Regions from separate parts of the Danio rerio genome. Here region 1 is linked to region 2. The links are chromatin contacts, called in public HiChIP or PLAC-seq maps. All regions are on one chromosome and are shown on one strand. The core of a region is the stretch at or near the end of the contact, and the rest is flanking DNA. Distances in the headings are between cores, read along the strand shown. Region 1 holds the start of mblac2 (metallo-beta-lactamase domain containing 2). Region 2 holds the start of si:ch211-202e12.3 (a long non-coding RNA gene).

What was found. HiChIP or PLAC-seq counts read pairs in DNA pulled down with a chosen protein or histone mark.
Region 1: a contact with region 2 is called in an H3K4me3 HiChIP or PLAC-seq map of embryo, with 7 times the contacts expected there. The contact joins the promoter of mblac2 here to the promoter of si:ch211-202e12.3 in region 2. A contact is called at or near these places in 2 of 18 Hi-C or Micro-C datasets (caudal fin and embryo) and 1 of 4 datasets of contacts at active chromatin or transcription factors (embryo).

What each region holds. Positions count from the first base shown.
Region 1 is chr5:52,722,044-52,724,743 of GRCz12tu, forward strand. mblac2 (metallo-beta-lactamase domain containing 2) reads right to left here and starts at 1,368. Exons shown (of 2, transcript NM_001123267.1): 1 at 927-1,368. The coding sequence starts at 1,368. It also overlaps a transcript of polr3g not described here.
Region 2 is chr5:52,234,148-52,236,847 of GRCz12tu, forward strand. si:ch211-202e12.3 (a long non-coding RNA gene) reads right to left here and starts at 1,286. Exons shown (of 6, transcript XR_012406334.1): 1 at 943-1,286.

The sequences.
Region 1 (2,700 bases), core at 118-2,617, 490 kb after region 2:
TGTTGGATTTTGGTTGCCATACCAGATGATTAAATGTCAGTATTTGATGTTATTATGATAAAGGTTAAAGATATTGGCTTGATGTTGGATTTTGGTCACTTTCTAACAGCCTAAAAACCATCCAAATATCAACATCACTTGAAGTCATTATTGGACATCGAAATAATGTTGTCCTTAAACGCTGGCTAGCCATTGAATTTTGGTCAACTGACATCACAACCTAAGTCAAACCTAATAATAACGTCTTATGGCGTTGTGTACCTGCTGGGCTATAACTAGATGCACTACAGAATGTTACGTTTACACACATACACAAATTACATGTAAACGCATCAGCTTTTCACGGCATAATACTCACTACTCTTGAGTACTTTTTAAAGAGCTACTTTTTACTCATACTTTGAGTAAGATTTACAACATATAATTTTAATCTAATTGCACTGCATTTTAAGGCAAGTAAAGGTACTTTTACTTGAGTATGATTTTTCAGTACTTTTTCCACCACTGAGTACAACTCACTGCAGAGTAGTCCATTGACTGAGAATTACGGGGAGGAGGTCATGTGTGGTTTACTCTGCATCCGCTGGGTTTCTGCCAGTGGTCCACTATAATGCTGCATTCTCCACCATCAGGCAGATTATAAAGCCACATTAGACAGTCGGCTTGGTTTTCACTAACCACTGACATGTCCTCTGGTGAGTTTAGCATGATCTGATTTGTTTCGATCTTTCTCTGGAGCTCTTCAAAAAGATATTATATAAGGATGCCCAGAATGAAGTCATGCAATTCAGTGTATTTTACTACTGTAATAGATTATGCCTTGAACCCTGCAACGGTGCATAAATGCATGCACACATAAAAAATGTGCTTAAAACGTATAATGTTGCATACACTGGCACAGTAGTTACAAGTAATTACAAGCCCACCTTCTTGTAATATATGGGTTGGTGTGACCGCTTTCACTCTGTATTGCCTGGCTCTCCATCCAGGCGAAGGAACCTCCACAATCTCGCGGTCAGAGAGCCATGTCACGGTCTCGAAGTTGTCACCGTTGGCCAGAGCGTCCACCTCCGCTTTGTGCACGCCCACCTGTTGAAACTGATGCAGCCCACCCGAATGATCAAAATGCACATGTGTGCCGATGGCCAACAGCGGGTTTTTACGCTTCGCGTCGTCCCCGAGCAGCGATTTCTCTTGGATGTATTCAGGCAGGCTCCGTAAACCCAGGCCGGTGTCTATGACGACGTCCTGATGAGAACCGCGAATGAGCCAGATATTCGCCCTGTTCCCCGATTCATAAAACCGTTCCTGGATCCAAAACACGCCGTTTTCCAGCGACTTGTGCGCGTACCAGTCGGTCGCAGCCATCCCAAATTCATTCAAGATGTTGTTATTGCATACGAGGATAGATGTATGGTTGTTAGCCTATAATTCTGGCTTCAAATTTTGCTGCTTCAGCCGCAGAGAGGAGGACGCTGACACCCTGTTCCGCAAGCGTAACACGTCACCAGCCATAACGACGTGACGCGCCGTAGAATCGAGAATGCTATTGGCCATTGATGAAATTAGCGCCTCCCAAGTTATGCATATTAATAATAAAGCACAAGCGGTATTTAATTAATTGCCTATTTGTACTTAATGCGTCTGAAAGCTGTAAAGGTAAGTGGTTGCTATTTGAATATGTTTTTTTTTCTGTTGCTGCTCCGCGACGGAGCGTAATGGAGATTTAAATAAGTAAAACGTAATGGATATTTAAATAAGTAAAACATTATATCTGCATTTATTTACCCAAATGCTGTTACAATGTATCTTGTATGTTAAATACAATGTTTCAATCATATATCTCGTATTTCTTACAAAGATACAAGTGTATTGTTGTAACATGCTGCGTTTTTGCGAGGTGAATTCTACTCAAATAGTAAAGTAGCCTAATATTAATCGTATTCAGGTGTGCTTTGGCAACTCAGAAATTAAAAGACGATCAAACGAGGGTTGTTAGTCTAAGTTTACTAATGCCAAACAGTTATTTTGGGGAAAAATAAATAAATATACTAAATTAACTAAACGACTAAATAAATAAAAAAAAGAGGAAACCAAACACATCAGAGTTGCTTGTCTCGAGAACAATTATGCATAGATTTCCTTAATGCATAATTTAAAATACTGTTAAAAATAAATAACAATAAATGACTGTAAATTACAAATAATTAAATAATAAATGAATAAATACATCCTTTATATAAACAGTGCATTATGCCCTGTTTTATGTTCTTGCATTTACAGTTGCATAACAATTAAATACACTACTTGAAACTATTGATTTAATTAAGTTTTATAGTTTAAAAGAAAATAAATTACATATGATTGCTCAAATTCATGTAGCAGTTCAATAATTCATTTTTTTTAATCCACCTTTCAAGAAAATCTAAATTAACATATTTGAAATGTTATTTTATGTGCATTACTGAACAATCTCATTCTGTATTTTATGAACATTTCCTGCTTGTTATCAAACTATTTCATAACTGTAAAAGAGGCACTTCAACCATATCATAATGTTAAAACCGCTGTCATAACATTATTTATCAATATGTGGCTCTTTTTGGATTCTCGGAAGCTATACAAGTTAAACATGTAAAACAGGAAATATGCTAAGACCATTGTTTTTGTTTACATCCTTCAAAAATACTACAAAGGGAC
Region 2 (2,700 bases), core at 36-2,535:
TGTTTTCATGTATATGATGTTGTCCTTATTTACTCTGAATGTGTAAGTCAAATGAGATATAATGTCTTAATGCAATTGGATGTTTTATAGAAAATGAATGTCCTTGATTAAACGCTGAAATATAAGCTTTTTGTTGTGGTTTATTGATCATTGTGTTTTCAAAAATGCTTAACCTACATTTTAAACATGTTCTATACGGTTAAACTTTTCAAGTGATAAGTATGAATAGAGAATAAATAAGAAGACTAAAACTGTCCTCATAGGTGACACGAATCTAGGCTTATTCAATTGACCTATACAGTGCACTGAAAAATGTTACATTTAACGAGCTCATTCCAATAGCATATAATGTGATCACGCATTTAGAAATCTATTAATATTTTCTATTCAGTGCAACTCAAATAAAACACAAATTCACATGAATGTCTAATCGAAGAGTGTGGTTGTGTGTGTCGAATTTGCGCAGAATCAATGTAGCCTATCGTTATAATGGACCTGACGATGATTAGTACAGTTTCACCGGAGAAACGTGTGGATGCATTCAAATAATGAAGATGATACTGCGTGTCACATTTTTTAACCATTGAACAATGATGACATCTTGTGGCCAAAATGTGACATTGTTCTTTCGTACCTCAGCTTTTCACAATACAATTCATTTGTATAGGGCAGGGATGCCCAAACACGATTCTGGATGGCCAGCTTAGCATCAAGCACAATCATGAGCCAGTTAATCAAGCAGTTAATAGGCTTGCTTGAAACATCCTGGCCGGTGTTATGTGACAAGTTGGAGTAAATTCTGAAGAACACGAATGGTATACGAATGTTTATCCGATAATTATTTGTAGATTTTTCACTTTCGAAATGACCAAACAATACGCTATACGAAATCAAACAGGACAACACTAATGTGGTTCGTTATACAGCTTTCGAAGTTCTTACCTGCCACAGATAACTTTCCTAACGTGTTTTCCTCGTTGCTGTTGCTTTCATGGTGTCTGTACCCTGTCATAGTCAACAGTTTATTAGGGTTTGAGCTGTGTATGTCGATGCTGACATGTGATCGAGGTAAAAACAGTCGTTACATTTTTTAAATTCGCTTTAAAGTCTGTTGTCTTCTAAGCTTCCGGTTTCCATATATGGATGTTTTGCGGAACAGAAAACATCATGATTGGTTAAAGTGTCTGCTCGTGGTCAATTTACATATTATTTTTAACAGACTCTTGCTGTCAAAGATGTTGACATACATTTAAATATTGTTCATAAAAAGGTTAAAAGAAAGTAGGAACGAGGTATCTTGCTCAAGTCATATATATATATATATATATATATATATATATATATATATATATATATATATATATATATATATATATATATATATATATCTATATATATATATATCTATATATATATATATATATATATATATATATATATATATATATAGTGTCTTAGTCCCTTTTATTAATCTGGATTAATCTGTGGAATGAACCGCCAATTTATCCAGCATGTTTTACGCAGCGGATGCCCTTCCAGCTGCAACCTATCTATGGGAAACATCCATACACTCTCATTTACACACATACACTCCGGACAATTTAGCTAACCCAGTTCACTTGTACCACATGTCTTTGGACTTGTGGGGTAAACCGGAGCCACGGGCAAACATGCAAACTCCACACAGAAATGCCAACTGACCCAGCCAAGGCTTGAACCAGCGACCTTCTTGCTGTGAGGCGACAGCACTCCCTACTTAGCCACCACGGCGCCTAGAACTTTGTCTCAAAAAATTAAAATAAAATAATAATAAATATATAAATATATCAGGGTTTCTGCAGGTTTCACCAAATTAAATGTAAAACTTCTTAAGTCATTTTTAAAGACTATTATGAATGAAATTTTAGACTTGTACAGAGCTAAATGCTAAGGATTTTTTTTCAAATACCCTAGTTAGAAAAGATTTGCCATATCAAAAAATTATTAAAATTTAATACATTTAACAATAAAACAACAATAATAATTCTGTTTGAACCACTGGTCAGGTCAGTATATCCTCAGCAGTAAATAAATGAAGGACTTTTAATCAAATATTACTGTAAGGAAAGTAATTAAATGCTCTTTTAAAATATTAAGTTAAAATAGATTGAGATGGGTTGTGGTGATTGTAGGGGGGTTAATGGCCAGATTGGTTAGCTGTACATGAACAAAGGAACATTAAGACGTGTAAAAAAATATTTAAGACCTAAAACCCAACATTTCAGTTGATTTCTAAGGCCTTAAACTTAGCCTTTGAGAGTTAAGACATTTTAAGAATTTTTAAGACCCAGCGGATACCCTGATACATTCTAGGTTTATTGGAAAATAGTCTCCTATATATTAAATATTAATTATTCATTCATTCATTTTCTTTTCAGCTTAGTCCTTTTATTAATCCGGGGTCGCCACTGCAGAATGAATCGCCAACTTATCCATGTTTTACGCAGCGCACGACCTTCCAGCTGCAGCCCATCATTGGGAAATTGAATAGTAATTTAGAATAATTAATTTAGAAATGACAATTTTTAAGTGAACTATCCCTTTAAATCAGAAAATATATCAATGTGGCCAAGATTTACTAAAAGGCAGGAAATTAAATTTGATGCAGACCCACAACTTCACTAAAACAAGTAAACAAGCAGCAAGAACTGCTTTAACTGT